Linked DNA regions of Muntiacus reevesi: region 2 is linked to region 1. A link is a contact called in public Hi-C data. All regions are on one chromosome and are shown on one strand. Each heading gives the region's core, a stretch centred on a gene start, on an enhancer-like site or on the middle of the called end of the contact. The rest is flanking DNA. Distances are from core to core; before and after follow the strand shown. Region 1 holds the start of INO80 (INO80 complex ATPase subunit). Region 2 holds the start of OIP5 (Opa interacting protein 5).

What was found. A called contact is a pair of places that touch in the nucleus more often than the background predicts.
Region 2: a Hi-C map of muscle shows a contact between it and region 1, with 3 times the contacts expected there. The contact joins the promoter of OIP5 here to the promoter of INO80 in region 1. A contact is called at or near these places in 2 of 3 Hi-C or Micro-C datasets (blood and muscle).

What each region holds. Positions count from the first base shown.
Region 1 is chr7:35,461,752-35,464,451 of mMunRee1.1, reverse strand. It overlaps INO80 (INO80 complex ATPase subunit), which reads left to right and starts at 1,301. Exons shown (of 36, transcript XM_065940899.1): 1 at 1,301-1,774.
Region 2 is chr7:35,609,647-35,612,346 of mMunRee1.1, reverse strand. OIP5 (Opa interacting protein 5) reads left to right here and starts at 1,408. Exons shown (of 5, transcript XM_065940418.1): 1 at 1,408-1,870; 2 at 2,084-2,150. The coding sequence starts at 1,549. It overlaps NUSAP1 (nucleolar and spindle associated protein 1), which reads right to left and starts at 1,281. Exons shown (of 11, transcript XM_065940414.1): 1 at 1,080-1,281. The coding sequence starts at 1,172.

The sequences.
Region 1 (2,700 bases), core at 52-2,551:
ATGTGAAACATAGGGTTCTAAAAGACAGTCTTATACAAAATTGCCACTCCCCTGTTAATCCTGCAACCTTGTCCCCATTCTCCCCTTCTCCCCACCCTTCTCATACAGGACATAATTCCCTTTAACTTCTGGTGTATCCCCTGACTCCTCCCCCTGACAAATGAGCTGGTGTTGACTCCTCTCCCTGACAAATGAGCAGGTATTTGTGTGTGTTCTTACATCCCCTTGTCTCTTTCACAAAGGGTGTAATTTTTAAAAAATACTTATTAATCTGCATCTTGTTTTAGTTGCATACATGGGATCTTCGTTGCTCCACTACATGCAGGATTTTAGTTTCCCAAAAAGGGATTGAATCCTTCTGCACTGCAAGGATTCTTAACCACTGGACCACCAGGAGAGTCCCCAGAAGGTGTGTACTTTTGCCTTTAAGCAAATTTTTAACTTTTCAAAGTCCAGCGAATTTGGCACAAGAAGGCTACTTATGACTTTAACAAATGTTGTTTTGTTTAAACGCTAAGGGCCAGAATTAAATGAATTAAACCATGAGACATAAAGGAAATGAAATAGTTAACTTTCATTAAGTTCTTCTAATCCTTACCTGCAATTAGACTGTACACTAGGTACTTCTCATCACAGATGCTGGTAACTGAGTTGCATTAATTTTAGTAAATGTGGGCAGCAGAGGGTGCAAACTGTTGAGTTGGCAGACAGGTAAATTACTCCCTTTTCGGAGGCTCATTGGGTGGGTGTTAGAATACTGGGACATTTTTGATGACGGGTCTGTGTATTCCCAGTGCTTGAATCCTAAAGCCTTCACTTAGGTACCTTGCCCAACTGTGCCACAGCATCGCAGTTTTGGTTGCTGAACCCAAAGTGGAGCCCCAAACTACTGTGTTAAGAGTGGTCCTACAGAGCAGGGCCTTCCCCACAATATACAACCCTGCCCAAAGGGACCAAAAACAATGTAAAATATAACACCTGAGCCTACACATTTCCTCAAGTGAACTGAGCTGTGTTTGGTAGCCGTTAACAAACTAATCACAAGTACCCTCCCACTTCCATTTGCAGCAACAAACATTCCCAGGATCCCGGGCCGTTTGGACTGACGTTACTTCCGGGAAAAGTAACCTTTCTTTGGCAGTTGCAGATCAGAGAGGTCTCGCGACATTTGCTCCCGCGAGATCTGCTTGCTCACTCTAGCGATGACATCCTCCTCCTCCTCCCCGCCGCCTTTCGGCAATCTTCGCCAGTCCCAGCCCCGACCAATCTGCCATCAGATGGCATGGATCAGGGTCTTTCCCCGAACCCCGGTCCGCGCGGGGCGTCAGGCGGCAGCGGCGGGGTGCGAGCTGCACGAGGCCGACGGCAGCGGCACTGCGGACGGCCACGGGCTGGCGACGAGCAGTGAGCGTGGGCGGGGCGGGGGTAAGCCTACTGAGTAGCGGCTCGATTGTTCTGGCCTGGCTATGGCGCCTCTCCTCCCCCCCGCCATGGCTCCCCGTGTCCCTGCTCCGCTCCTCTCAGTGAGTGAAAGTGGCCGCCGCCGCCGCCGGCCCAGCGCCCGCAGCCGCCTCAGCGCCGCCGCCATCTTGGGGTCCCAGGAGCCGCCGAAGGAGCGAGCTAGGAGCGTCCACGCCCAACGCAGTCTCCGTCCCACGGCCTCAGAGAGCGAACCGCGGCTCCACCGTCGGCGGGGCGACCCCCCCCTCCGGACCCCGCCCGCACCCCGCCCCCCCTCCGCCGCCGCCGCGGCGGCGGGGCCCGGCGGCCCGAGGTGAGGCGACTAGACGTGGGCGGACGAACGGAGGGGGGGTTGTGTAGGCCCCGTTGCGCCCCTCTCTGTGGGCGACGACTGGGCCGCGTCTTAAAGGGGCCGTCGCCCCCGGCCCTGGGATTTGTTGGGGTTAGTAGGGAGGATGGGTGTGGACACTCCTCGCAGGGTTGGGACCTCAGGGATCTCGGCCTTGTTCTTAATCTCTCCTACCTCTGGAGGCCCGGGGTCACGCGGTGACCTCGGCCAGCCGAGAAAGCCCGTGGGGTGCCCACACGTGAGGAGTGTGTTAGACCAGGTGCACGTGGGACCCGGTGGGGCGGTGTCGGCTAACACGTGTGTGGGTTTGGGGGTGGGGTGGGGCAGGGCGGGGGCTGGTTGGGCTCGAGTGGGAACCCGGTGTGGACTGCTGTGTCTGTCCTTTTAAACAAATGAGCTCTAAGGGCTGGATAGTGTGTCAGTTTATGGGTGCGAGTTGGGATCTGGGTGAATGGTCCATTTTGCTTGTTGGTGTTGGCTGGGTGCAGCCTAACACGTGCGCACACTTAGGAGTGTGTAGGTGTCACCCCTTCTAGGCTTTTTGGCCTTTGTAGGGCGTCTAGGCAAGTGTCATCCAATTTGACGTTCCTTCTTGAGGTCGCTGTTGAAAACTACTACTTCCGTAATCAGCGAGGGTGGAAGCCCCCTACAGTTTAGGAGTGAGAGGTTCTAAGAAGGCACTCACTATTTTAGTTTAACAGCCAGCTCTGCCGAATTCTTTGATTCAAACACTGTCTAGTTGTGTGTTCGTGTACTTGTTGGTAGAATGGAAGAAGAAATGAGGTGGTTGACTTTGCTAACATCTCAGGTAACCAGCTTGCTTTTCCAATCAATGACTTTCATGATTTCCTTTCCCAAAAGGAATTTTCACTGTGGTTTACAAGTGGCGG
Region 2 (2,700 bases), core at 159-2,658, 150 kb before region 1:
TGCATGGTGGAAGCCTGCAAGAGTTCAGAAAAAGTACTTGGAATTACACTGCCTTAAAGGTGTGGAGGGTCCCTGGGATTACTGAGACGGTGGACCTGTGACCAAGGGAAGGAAGAAGAGGCGAAAAGAAAACGTGCCAGGTCAGTGATGACATTTCAGTTGGACTGTGAAGAGTAATTGGAAATTATTCATGCAGATAAAGGAGAGAGAAAGGGATCTGAGGCCAAAGGATCAGAATAGCAAAGGCAGAAAGATGGACAAAGATGCCAAGTGTTCACGCAGCAGTCTGGATGCTGCTGCCTTGGATAAAAGATTCCAGCCAGACTGCAAAAAAAATTAAGGGACTTAAACTAAGGAATTAAGACTTTGTTCAGTTTAAATACTACAGCTTGCAGAATAAATCTCCAGAGTATACGTCAATATTATGTGGGAAAACTCCACTAAATATACAGAACAATATATACATCCAATCCCGAATTGAACATTTTGCCCCAAACGTTTGGCAGTATCAGAGTCAAAGACCTCACCGGTTTTGAATAGAACACTACCACAACAATGACCAATAGACGAACGATCCTACTCAATCAGAGCTGAGTTATAAAAACTTATCCATGGGGGAGGTTCCCTAAAAATCATCCTTTCTTCCAGGTCTTCCATTCAAGCAGCAGGAAATTTTGGGACCTCTTAACAATTTACAAAACTGTTAACTGTTTGGAGTTTTTCGCGACTGCCTATTAATTGGCGTTTAGATGCGTTTAGAAGCAGCATTCCTTTAGTTTTCTAAAGGGCCTGCGTTTCCTAACCGATGGCCTGATAAATATCACAGTACTCCCAATAAAACCAAAGCAAACAATTTTGGAGGCGGGGATCTTTCTGAATCCCTGTAAGAGTCAGCCTCAACAAAGGTGAAAACTTTGACACCGTCTCGGTTTTGCAGTTATTTGGACCCTTGGGTGAACCAAAATCTACCGCCCCAGGGCCGGGACAGTCATCTCAGCCCTCGAAATTCCCGCTCGGTCCCCTCCCACAGCGTCTCAAAGAAGCCGCATATCCTAACCCCCCCGTCACCGGCCCCGTACCCTCAGGTTAGCCCGGAGGCCCAGGCTCTTGGCCAAGTTCTGCAGGTCACTGTACTTGAAGGAGTTCAGCTCCTCCAGGGAGGGAACGATCATGGCGAACTGCAATCCAGGCAACCACGCAGAGGTCCCGTACTTAACTTGCTAAAGCGCCGCTCAACGCTCTGGCGCCACTCTAAGCGTTGACCAAACCGATATTTATAGAGAGTTTAAACTACGTAAGCTGCACTTCCATTGGTTAAAAATGCGTTAAAGGCGGGGTCTTCTGGTGCTGACCAATAGAATGGTTGACTTCCCTTCCACCTGACCCACGATCTCCTCCACACCTTCCCAAAATCTAGGCGCCAAACGGCGTGTCCAGGCAACAAAGTGCGCGGCAGAGCCCCCGGTTCACGTTGTCCAATGAGGACGCAGGAACCGAACTTGGGGCGGGGCCTGAATAGTCTGAAACGTTGGCGCCGGCTGCGGGAAGATGGCTGCTCGGCCGCGGAGGCCTATCTCTGGAATTGCAAAGCAGCCACGGGGTGACTTCTGTGATAGGGCTAAGAAGGCGATTGATGAACCTTCTTTTACGACTTCCATGGAGTGGGACACGCAAGTGGTGAAAGGGTCTTCGCCGGTCGGCCCCGCAGGGCTGGGACTAGAGGAGCGGCCGTCCCGCCCGCGGCTGCCGCGATGGCTGCAGCCCGAGCGGTGCGCGGTGTTCCAGTGCGCGCAGTGCCACGCCGTGCTCGCTGACTCTGTGCACCTCGCCTGGGACCTGTCGCGGTCCCTCGGGGCCGTGGTCTTCTCCAGTGAGTGAGCGCGGCGGCTTCTCACTGGGTGACTGAGAGCCGGCTGGGAGGAAAGCGGGATGAAAATTTGGAAGGAAATTAACTCCTTTGCCAGGAGCGGGGGGCGAATAACTTTTTATGATATTCGTGGCCATGATGAGCCTTTCTGGCTGGCAGAGGCTTTCCCTTTCAGTGCCTCACATATAGCCATTCTGACCTGTGTTTGTCTTCTAGGAGTCACAAATAATGTAGTTTTGGAGGCTCCGTTCCTAGTTGGGATTGAAGGCTCGCTCAGAGGCAGGTGCGTACTGAAAATTCCAGAACTGTCTCTAGTTATTCCCTGACTTATTGAGGTTGAAGAGCGTGGAACCGACTTGGACGAGAAGTTTTCTCCTATCTCCCACTGGGAGAAAAGTCTGTACCGTCATACAGTGTATTTAAAGGATGCTTCGTTTACTGATTGTCTCGTACAAGCTTGATGTTTTAATTAAACGGAAAAGATATTTGTGTAAAGGTTTTAAGATCTTCTGAGGGCCACATTTCCCTCGTGGGTTGTGCAAGTGAAGTGAATTTAAGAAAATTATGTCTAGGAGGGGAAAAAAGGAGAAAATGATCTTTAAGTGTATAGTGAAAATCATTTTTTATAAACTATAATCATTTGACATAACTAGGACTTATACACTTGCATTAAACCAGGAATTTGTAATAAACTACAGCAGGACTAATTCTGCTGTAACCTAGGAACCTGGAGAAAAACACAGGTTGAAAGTTATGTCCTTGAATACTGCCTGGTGAACTTTGTATCATGTCTGTACTGTGATTTAGAAGTGACAACAAAGTACTTAGTGAAT